2 separate regions of the Mus musculus genome follow, and region 2 is linked to region 1. Evidence: chromatin contacts called from public promoter capture Hi-C data. All regions are on one chromosome and are shown on one strand. The core of a region is the stretch at or near the end of the contact, and the rest is flanking DNA. Distances in the headings are between cores, read along the strand shown. Region 1 holds the start of Pdia5 (protein disulfide isomerase associated 5). Region 2 holds the start of Slc15a2 (solute carrier family 15 (H+/peptide transporter), member 2).

What was found. Promoter capture Hi-C pulls out the DNA fragments that hold promoters and counts their contacts.
Region 2: a promoter capture Hi-C map of hippocampal neurons shows a contact between it and region 1, with 2.4 times the contacts expected there. The contact joins the promoter of Slc15a2 here to the promoter of Pdia5 in region 1. A contact is called at or near these places in 4 of 39 promoter capture datasets (the 3T3-L1 cell line, 3T3-L1-derived adipocytes, hippocampal neurons and 1 more) and 1 of 9 other capture datasets (embryonic stem cells).

What each region holds. Positions count from the first base shown.
Region 1 is chr16:35,488,124-35,492,824 of GRCm38.p6, reverse strand. It overlaps Pdia5 (protein disulfide isomerase associated 5), which reads left to right and starts at 1,952. Exons shown (of 17, transcript NM_028295.1): 1 at 1,952-2,096. The coding sequence starts at 2,061.
Region 2 is chr16:36,781,872-36,786,953 of GRCm38.p6, reverse strand. Slc15a2 (solute carrier family 15 (H+/peptide transporter), member 2) reads left to right here and starts at 1,992. Exons shown (of 22, transcript NM_021301.3): 1 at 1,992-2,299; 2 at 4,595-4,682. The coding sequence starts at 2,162.

The DNA of each region.
Region 1 (4,701 bases), core at 703-3,202:
CTGTTGGGCTAATTACCCAAGTCATCTTCATAATCAATAAAAGCAAGTGACTTAGGACACAGCCCTATCTCTGGGGACTTACCCCAAAGCAGCACATGCAACAATTTCCTGAATAACATTGATGAAACAATGAGATGGTTGCTACAATGTGGCAGTTAGCTCCCATGTACAATGTGATGGTTGCTACTGTGATGCTGTGAGCACTCCTGACACAAAGTGATGTAGGCTTGTGTGTTTGTTTACACACAGTGTTTCTGGAAGGCAAGACAGCTAAAGACTAACAATGGGTATGCACTAAAGGTAAGGAGTAGACACCTGGAAACTGGGGGATGAGAGAGGCTTTAGACAGCTGGCAACGTTTATTCAGGGAATATCTCCCAACTCCTCAATGTGCACTTCCTCTGTCCATTTTATTATTCTCCATTTGCATCCTTATGACGGAGTAGTTGTCCAACAAACATTCCTAAATGAAGTGACAAGCTGATGGTGCGCGTGACAAAGAGGATTCAAAAGAGGATTTTTTGTTTTGTTGTACATAAAAGACCTGTCTTATGTCTATGGGTGTTTTTTTTTTTTTTTTTTGTTGTTGGTTTTTGTTTGTTTGTTTTTTGGGTTTTTCGAGTCAGGGTTTCTCTGTATAGCCCTGGCTGTCCTGGAACTCACTTTATAGACCAGGCTGGTCTCGAACTCAGAAATCCGCCTGCCTCTACCTCCCGAGTGCTGGGATTAAAGGCGTGCACCACCCTACCCATATGTAGGAGTACCACAATCATATCTTGTGCCCTTGGAGATCAGATACCCTGGAATTGGGGTTACAGGATGGTTGTTAGTTGCTATGTGGGAGCCAACAGCAGCAAGTGCTCCTAAATAATGTACCCATTGTCCAGCTCCCATTTTACATTTTTTGTTCAGGTAATTAGCATTCATTTAACATCAATTAACTATTTAAATGATACAGTTTGGTGGCATTTAATACATTCATAATGCTGTGCTGCTTCCCCTTTTATCTAGCTCTGAAAGATTTTCATCCTCATCAATGGATTTCTGAACTGAAATTCCTTTCCTCCATTCCCCAGGTCAGAGTAATCTGTTTACACAAAATGCAAACAAACAAACCAAAAAAAAAAAAACAAAACCAAAACCATTTTTTCCAATTTTTGTATATTTTATATAAATGCAATCATACAATATACAACATTTTGCATTTGGCTTTTTAAGAATCAGCATCATATATTTTTGATATTTGTTAACATGGTTGTGTGAATTTCTTTTTATTGGATGAATAGTATTCCGTTGTACCGGTGTATATCACATTTTCTGTATTTGTCTTTTGAGGATATTTAGACTCACTCTTTCTTTCTTTCTTTCTTTCTTTCTTTCTTTCTTCCTTTCTTTCTTCTTTGACTATCATAAACAGCGCTGCTAGGAACATTGGTGTGCTAGTACTACTTGAACACACTTTTCGATTCTTTTGAGTATATGGTTAAGGAGTAAGGGGATAGTGTGGTGATCTATACTTAATATTTTTTGGGCTCTCTAAATTGTTTTCCCGACACCTCAATAATGTTTTGTCAAGGGGAAAAAAAAAGCCTCGGGAGCAGATGGCATTTTCCATCCTCCACAGGCCATCATAGACTTTACAATTAGTACCTACAGTCAAATGACTGGAATTCTCTGGGTTGCCTGCTAATCCTCGGGGTGGGGAAACTAACTTCTGGGGGCAGAGTGAGTTGTTGGTTCTGATTCTGCGGGCACAGAGCAAGGCTCCTTAGTGAACAACTGTCCCTACTCCCCAGCCTCCCTGCCCCCCATCCTCACAGCTGCTACTCTGCGTCCTCAGGCAAAGTCCGAGGCAGAGGCATCCCGAGCTTCTCGTGAACTACAACTCCCGGCAGGCTCCTTCCCGGGCCGCCTCTCCTAGCCTGGTGCGCATGCTTTGGCAGACGTGGCACCGGGAACTCGGAGGCGGGGAGCGGCTGTGAAGTGGCCGTAGCTGTTGGCCGAGGTGGAGCTGGCAGGCGTGCGCGGGAGCCGGGTGCAGACGGCAGGAGGCGGCGGGGATGGCGCGGGCGTGGGGGCTGCTACTGGCGATTGGGGTGAGGCTGTGGGCCGGCGACACGTGCGTCCCGCATGGCCGTGGGAGCGCGCGGTCCGGGTTGGTTGGGGGCGTGCTCGCCGGGTGGCAATAGGGTCTTTGGTCCTCTGCTCTCCACTGGGGCCGGGCCGGGTGATCCCTCTCTCCGGGTTCGCGCTCCCGCACAACTTTGCGGGGACGCAGGTCTGGGATGTCCTTAGCCTAAGCAGGACTCCCCGGGCGGTGCTTGCACCTGTGTGAGTGTGGGGTGGAGGCTGCCTTCCACTTGCGCAGCAGGAACACTTGCTCGTGGGTTGGACCCCCGGAGAAAGGGCGCGTGACGGGTTGGGTGGGGTCACCACCTCCAAGAGTTCTGCTCCCACGGTGATGCCGGCTCCAGCCCCGGCCACTTTCGAGCTGTGTGTGTGGCGCCCTGGATCTGTAAACGTGTCTGCGTTCCTTCTATGAGATGGGAAACCGTAAAGATACCCGCTAAGGAGGTTGTCAGACGGGTCGGCTGAGGAGTCGGTGGAACCAGCTCCGGAGACTGCAAAATGATACCGGAGTGATACAGAAGTGGAGGAGGGGTGAACCGTGGTGCAGACTATGTGGGGATGGGAGGACTTTCCCGAACAAGCATCCCCCGAGAAGAAGTGGGGACTGGGGACGGGTTTGCCCCTGGGGCTGAGGTGTGGTTGTGGGTGTGTGACAGGATGTAGTTGCCTTCTTCCACATCTCTCTCGTAACTTCTTGTCTCCCTTGTGTTGGGTCCATCTCCTTATGGCCACCGCCACTATCACCAAGTTCGGAAGACTTACTTGCCCCTACCACTCCACTGTTTTCCCTTTGGGTGTGGCAAGGATGCTGGGCAGATGGGGGGGGGTGTGGTGGAAAGGGAGGGGTGATTAGATCTAAACGCTTGAACTCCGCAGTGCCCTGTCCTTTGGGATCACCAGTTAAAGGAGTGACATCGAGTTTTCTGTTATGTGGAAGAAGGTGTCAAAGGAAGCTCCCTGTTCCCAGTTCTGCATCCTCCGTCTAGGAGAGATCTAGTAGGTTACCGCGAAGCTTTGGGGTGCTGGTGGTGTGCCATGATGTTTGACATAAGTTTCCTGGAGCCAGTTGGGCTGACTCCCATCAGGATGTCAGTCCTTGAACTCTGAGGGAGGAGGGTTTTGCTTTCTTCCTTTTTCCCTCCCTTCAGTAAAAACAAGAGCCCAGGGGACTGACCTTTTACTCTGTAAACATTTATCAACCACATTGTTTGCCACCGGGTTGAATTTTGGGTGGGGAGCAAACTACACTCTGCGCCTGCCTTCAGGTGTTGCCCTCGGCTGAACAGCAGTCAATCCTGTGAGCAAATACTGTTCGAAGGACAAGAGCTAATACCCTAACTGCTGCCAGCCTGCCACAGGAGAGCCATACATTATCTGAGGTGGAGAGTCCCCACAGGGAGAGGTCACATCTCTGAGAGGGAGAGTCTGCCAAGGGAGAGCCCCTGGGGCCTTATTGAGGTGGGTGGAGCAGAGTCCAGGAATTAATGTGTTGTGGGTATTTCGGAGGTCTGTATGTACCTTCCCCTCAGGCAATGAGGAAGAACTTTGAGGTTTGCCCAAAGCACCTGGCAGCTGGACGTTCCTGAGCCTAGAGTTAGCTCCGCAAATACAAGGTAGAGGGATGAGAGCCTGGAATCCGCAGCAAGTGACTGCGGGTTGGGCCTCTGTGCATTTAAAAGCTATGTGGATTTGATAAGGGCTTCCTACATCCCTGGGAGCAGTTTGACTTCTTTGTTCGCTCTGTATTGACTGAAGGCCACTGGGCGTGGCCCAGGGTTTTATGAAAATGGATTTAACTGGGTCTGATGGCATGGCTTTGGAATCCCAGCTACTTAGGAGGTTGAGGCAGGAGGATGGAAAGTCCTGTTTGGACTACAAGAGTAAGTTTAAGGGCAGTCTGGGGGGCAGAGGGCCAGCCTAGCATGCGCTAGATTCAGTTCTTAATACTGTACAAAAGAAAAGGAAAACAATTCAGTATCCCCTGTATGTGGTCTCACTGTCAAGTTGGAAGTCATCTGTGGTCAGTAAGAAGAAAGGTGGGGTCTGATGACCTAGCTTGGATGATACCGCACTTGCCTTGTCTATATGAGGCCCTGGGTTGGATCCCAGCACCACGTAAATTGGGTATGGTATAAAGCCAGGCGATTGGGTCAGAGAGCCAAGGGCATCCTCAGGATTTCAGGCCAGCTACCATGACTTAAAAAAAAAAAAAGTGAGCATTTTACAAGACGATATTTTGAGAGACCACATTTACTTTTATCACCAGCATAGTAATAACAGATGTATTTCATTATTTTAATTCAGTCATAATACTGTATTATTACTTATTTTAAATCTCTGCCTAGTTTATAAATTAAACTTGTTCACAGGTATGTATGTATGTATGTATGAGAGGAAAAGCCTCTATGTTCTGTACGACCTGTAGTTTCAGGCATCCACTGTGGCTTTTGGAGCCACCCTTCCTCAAATAAGGGGAACGGGTGGAAAAGGATTGACAGAGATTCGTGTACAGGGCTGTGTGAGTACCGCATCTATTATAAAAGCAAAAATACGGGAGTGATTTAATTAATA
Region 2 (5,082 bases), core at 743-3,242, 1.3 Mb before region 1:
CCTTGGCTAAGTAGGAAGATCAGCAAGACCTTGTCTTGCAAAAAGACAGATTTCATAGAAATTGGTTTGAAAACCAAAGTTCACGCTCTGGAGCCTGGCAACCGGGGACCTCTGGCTGTGCATATGGGTGCTACTTCATCTGTTCTTCTGAAGTAAACACCGTCTAGAAGTTCAAGGCCAAGGCAAGGGAAACCGGTAACTTAATAAGTCGACACTACGCTCGTGCCTCTACTAGGTAACCTGACCAGAAAGTTCTGCCTATTTTAGATTCAGTATTTAACTGAGTTAGGTCAGGAAAGGCAATATTTCCTAAAAGAACAACTACAGATTAATCATTAATGCTCCAGGCAGAAGTAAAACGGGATTATTCTTTGGGTAAAGGTTGGTGGAAGAGAAAATAGATGAAAACTACAATAGAACCTGAGAGAACCTGGTCAAAGTCCAAGTTAAAGTTTAGGGGGGGAAAGGTTCATTTGTTGAAAAGTCATTCAAACGGATAATGTACGAATTTTGCAAGAAATAAGGCCATAGAGTTTTCTATCCTGTTCCCCCTACTTCTCATTTTACTATTTTCTTAGTTAACATAGAAAATAATGCATTTTTAAAAAATTTCATATATGTATGAATTTTAATTTGCTCATATTCCTTCCCCTACATTGTCCTCTTTTCCTTGTTCTTCGTTCTCAGTTTCCTCTCTTGCATTCGCCAATGAAATCACTCATCTTGACATTGCCTGACTTGGTGGGTTAGTGCTCAGGGTGTAACCCCAAGGTGCAGAAAATGTCCTTTGTAGCCTTTGGCAATATCTCCCCCTTTCTTTTGTGCTTCTCTTACCTCTTTGGATTAGCAAAAGTAACACACCAAGGGGAGAAAGAAGGAAATGCAAGGAGACTGTGTTCATTCAGACCGCGTGACGCGCATGTGTGGAAATGTCACAGTGAAAGCCAATGCTTTTACATCAGTGATATATAGTACTACACTTTCAATTTTATATACATTCAATTCAATGTAGGGTATAATGTATCTATTGTCACAATGTGTATTCCAATTGCTTGTCTGACAAGGGACTGAGTATAGTATTCTAGCGTCGGAATAAAATCCACTGAAAGTTAAGAACATTTAATGCTTGCAATAATACCTAGAAAGCAACTGGTTCATAATTTTTTGCACATGTTAAATTTTATTTCTTAATGAATGAATGAACTGATTTTTGAAGAGATAAATTGAAAATACAGAAAGCGACTTTAGCAAGGGCCATTACCAACTCTTCTTTTCCCTGTCATTTTCTTTAACCTTGTATTTTTTACTTACAGGATTTTCTAGCTGAATGCTATGATGTTGAAAACCTAAGCCCGGATCATTCTTATTCTCAGATTCAGTTCTGTGATGACTTTCCTTCTTGTTCACAGCATTTTGACTTCCTAGCCTCCCTGCGTTTCCACTTCTGTGGCTTCCATACCTGCACGACTGACTGCTGATACCTGTCTCTGCTTTTCCTATCTGTTTCTGCATAGTGAAAATTCCAGATCTGCCACTTTACTGGCCCTGTGATTTTTAGATAAGTTTCCTGATTTCTTGGAACAATAATTGTGGTATAATAAAGATAGCAGTAAAATGTATGAAAACCAAAGGTATGCATGCATACATATATGAATAACGCATATACATTAACATGGCACATAATAAGTGCCCAATAATGGCAGATATTATTAATCTGAAATCAGCCTTCTGTGTTTACACTGTTGTATTCTTCCCGCCCCCACCCCCACATGCCATTAGAAATCAGATTCAGGACCTGCAGGGCATAATGTTCTACCACTGAGCTGTATGCCTAGCCAAGATGCTGCATTCTTGAGTACTATCTAGTCCTCATTTGCAGAGGTATTTTTCTCAAACAGATAACCCTAATCGATTCTCTAGCACTGTTTCTTCTCATCTCGTGACTTGTGACGTGTTGTTCTTACTTCCCCATGCCTTACCTTTGGCACAATCAGCGTGCAGCCCCTCTCTTTTCCTATAGCTTCAAGTTCTGCTCTAAGGCAGGCAGCCACTGAAACTGACACCCACAGGGTTAAACCTATTTGCTGTAGCTATCCCTCCTCCCCCTAGTCCCCCTTTTCACTGTAGGCTGGCAGCAGTCCTAGCTGCCTACTGAAGCCAAATGCTTGAGGAGAGAGAGAGTAAGGAGCCAGCCATGAATCCTTTCCAGAAAAATGAGTCCAAGGAAACGCTCTTTTCACCTGTCTCTACTGAAGAGATGCTGCCTGGACCTCCAAGCCCTCCAAAGAAGTCAACTCCGGTGAGTCCCAAAGTTCGGTTTGTCTCTGACAGTAATAGCATACGGAAGTCTTTTGAAGTTTCTCGTTGGCTGTTGGAACTTTGTGCTGAACTGTATTAGAGCAGAAAAACTACTGCTTTCATGGAATTAGAATTCACCTGAAAATTAATTCTAGACTCTTCTGTTTTGGGAAGGAAGCAACAGGGTGGGTTAGCCAGATTTTTTTTTTCAGTTGGGCCCCAGAGTTTTGCTCTGTTTCATTGCATATTCCCTGGGGGAGAAAAAGCACTTTGAATGTCCAGGGAGACTTGGCAAGCATTCCTGTCTGGAGAACTGTGTGTGATTGTTCTTTCCTTACCAATACCAAAACTCAGCCTTTAGTTTCCCTTGTGTGCAGAGCCTTCTTTTTTTGGACACCAAAAAAGCTTTAGAATAGACCCACTCTCTGTTACTAAGTGTCCCTACTTTAAAGTGGGAGGTTGGATAGAGGAACAAAGAATAATATTTTGTATTTCGTACTCGTTAAAGCACTTCCGATTGTATCGCCTTGTTCGATTCTCATATCATATTAAAATCCTCTTTGTAGAAAGGCTACAGTAATAATAACCAATTATTTGCTGAGTTCTTAGTATCAACCATGAGGTCAGTATGATTCTGATTTCCTTGAAGTAACAGAAATGAAACACAGAGCGGAGTACTGGTGTCACTTCAGTAAGGATTGCATGTTAATCCAATCAGTGAGAGTGTATGCCGCTAATGTTAAATAAACTCTATGTTACATAGTTCTCAGGATGAGAGCTGCAAAGGTAATAATTTCAACTCAGTGCATCTTTCAATCAAGTTGTTATCATGCAGTAACATGTATATAGAAAGGTGATTTATTCATATCCACATGGGTAAAAGGCAGACTAAGTTTTTTATATATAGTTTATCATATCTTGTTAAGGGTGGTTAGAGAGGTACATACCTGTGAAATAAGAGGTAATATAAATCTCATGTTAATGTTTGAATGTCTCAAAGGATAGATGATCTTTGTCCCCTTTCCACGTTAGTGGCGCTATTGTGTAGAAAGAGATTTAAAATAAAATGTGATATTTACTATTTTACATAATGCATGAAATAGCACAGTTACTCTTATGTACAGCTTGAAAATGAAAACCTTGTTGCTGGAGAGATGGCTCAGCAGTTGAGAGCACTTGCTGTTCTTTCAAAAGACCAGAGTTTGGCTCCTGGTTCCCAAGTCAGACAGCTCACAACAACCTATAACTCCAGCTCTAGGAGATCCAACATCTTTTTCTGGTCTCTGCAGGTACCCACATACTTAGGCTCTCACATATACAAACACATATGTACATAAATACAAATACAATTTAAAAGGAAACATTACGTAAGCATACTAGTAGGAAAGGTGGACACTTAATTTCATAGGATTTCAGAATTTTCTTCCCAGAGTTAAGGTGACCAATCGGCTTATATTTAGGAGTGCCTGGCCACCACTTTGAACTCTATGCCTGGGTCTTGCAAACCATGAAAGAGAAGTCATCAGATTGTCAAGATTTCCCCCAGAATGGTGACCATGGCAGATGGGACCAGCCAGTCCCTGTAGTAGAGCTAAATGAGAGTGTGACATCTGGCTCTGACTGCCTGGATATCACGTGCTCCTGAGGCTATCTTTTCAATTTATTCTTAGCAATAATTATGATCATCCTCTTGCCTAGAGCCATAGGCTTTTATTAAGATACTGTGGGGAGGTGAGCGTGTTCTGATCAAGGAATGTCTGGCTCGTCCCATATTAATAATGGATGAAGTAAGATTTGAACTTTTTACCCCCCACACCAGTAATATAAGCATGATTAGCATGAGAACGTATGAAGAGACCACTACATATGACAACGTATGACAACACTATGAAGAGACCACTGCTTTGTGATAACTGATGACAACAATTTAGGGATGAGTTTATCCGGACATAGTGGGGTTCACCAGCAACCTGAGCTCTTTGGGAGCCCAAGGCAGGAAGATCTTAAAGCAGAGGCCAGCCTGGGCAAAATGAGACTAACTATGTTAAAGGTTTGGTCCCCATGGAGATGCTATTGGGAGCCAGCAGAAATTTTAGCAGGTGGAGCTTAGCAGGAGGTGGAGCTTAGCAGGAGGTGGTGCTTAGCGGGAGGTGGAGCTTAGCGGGAGGTGGAGTTTAGTGGGAGGTTGGGCTTCTTCGTATACGTACATTTGAAGATATATTTTAGTTGTAAAGTAACCATGTAGTTTAAATGGGGAAAGTGCTCATGCGCCTACGTTTGCTTTTTCGTTGAATAGAAGCTCTTCGGCTCTAGCTACCCACTCAGCATCGCCTTCATTGTGGTGAACGAATTCTGCGAGCGATTTTCCTATTATGGCATGAAAGGTAACTCTGTGCCCCCAGAGCCTTCTCTGCTTGTGTTTATAGCAGCCTGGCCTCCTTTCATGCACTTTGTCCAATCATTTCTGCCTCGGTATAAACTGATCCTTTCCTCTGGCCATGATAGTAAATGCTTCATAAAATTCTATTTAATAACTCATGTTGGTTAAGATTTTAAAAGGCCCTTAGGAACAATGCACAGCTAATAAGAACACAAGTAGAGAAAGCCCTCATCCTGTAAGCCCCATTGAGCCGTATTGTTGCTGGGAAGGAGGAGAGGAAGGGCCGTAGGAAGCACTGTGCTAACTTCTCACCGTCTAAACGATGCTACAGGTGCACAGAGATCGAAGGGATGAGTTTTGTATTTGTGTAGCCAGCATGCCTCATTTACTTTCACTGTTCCCAT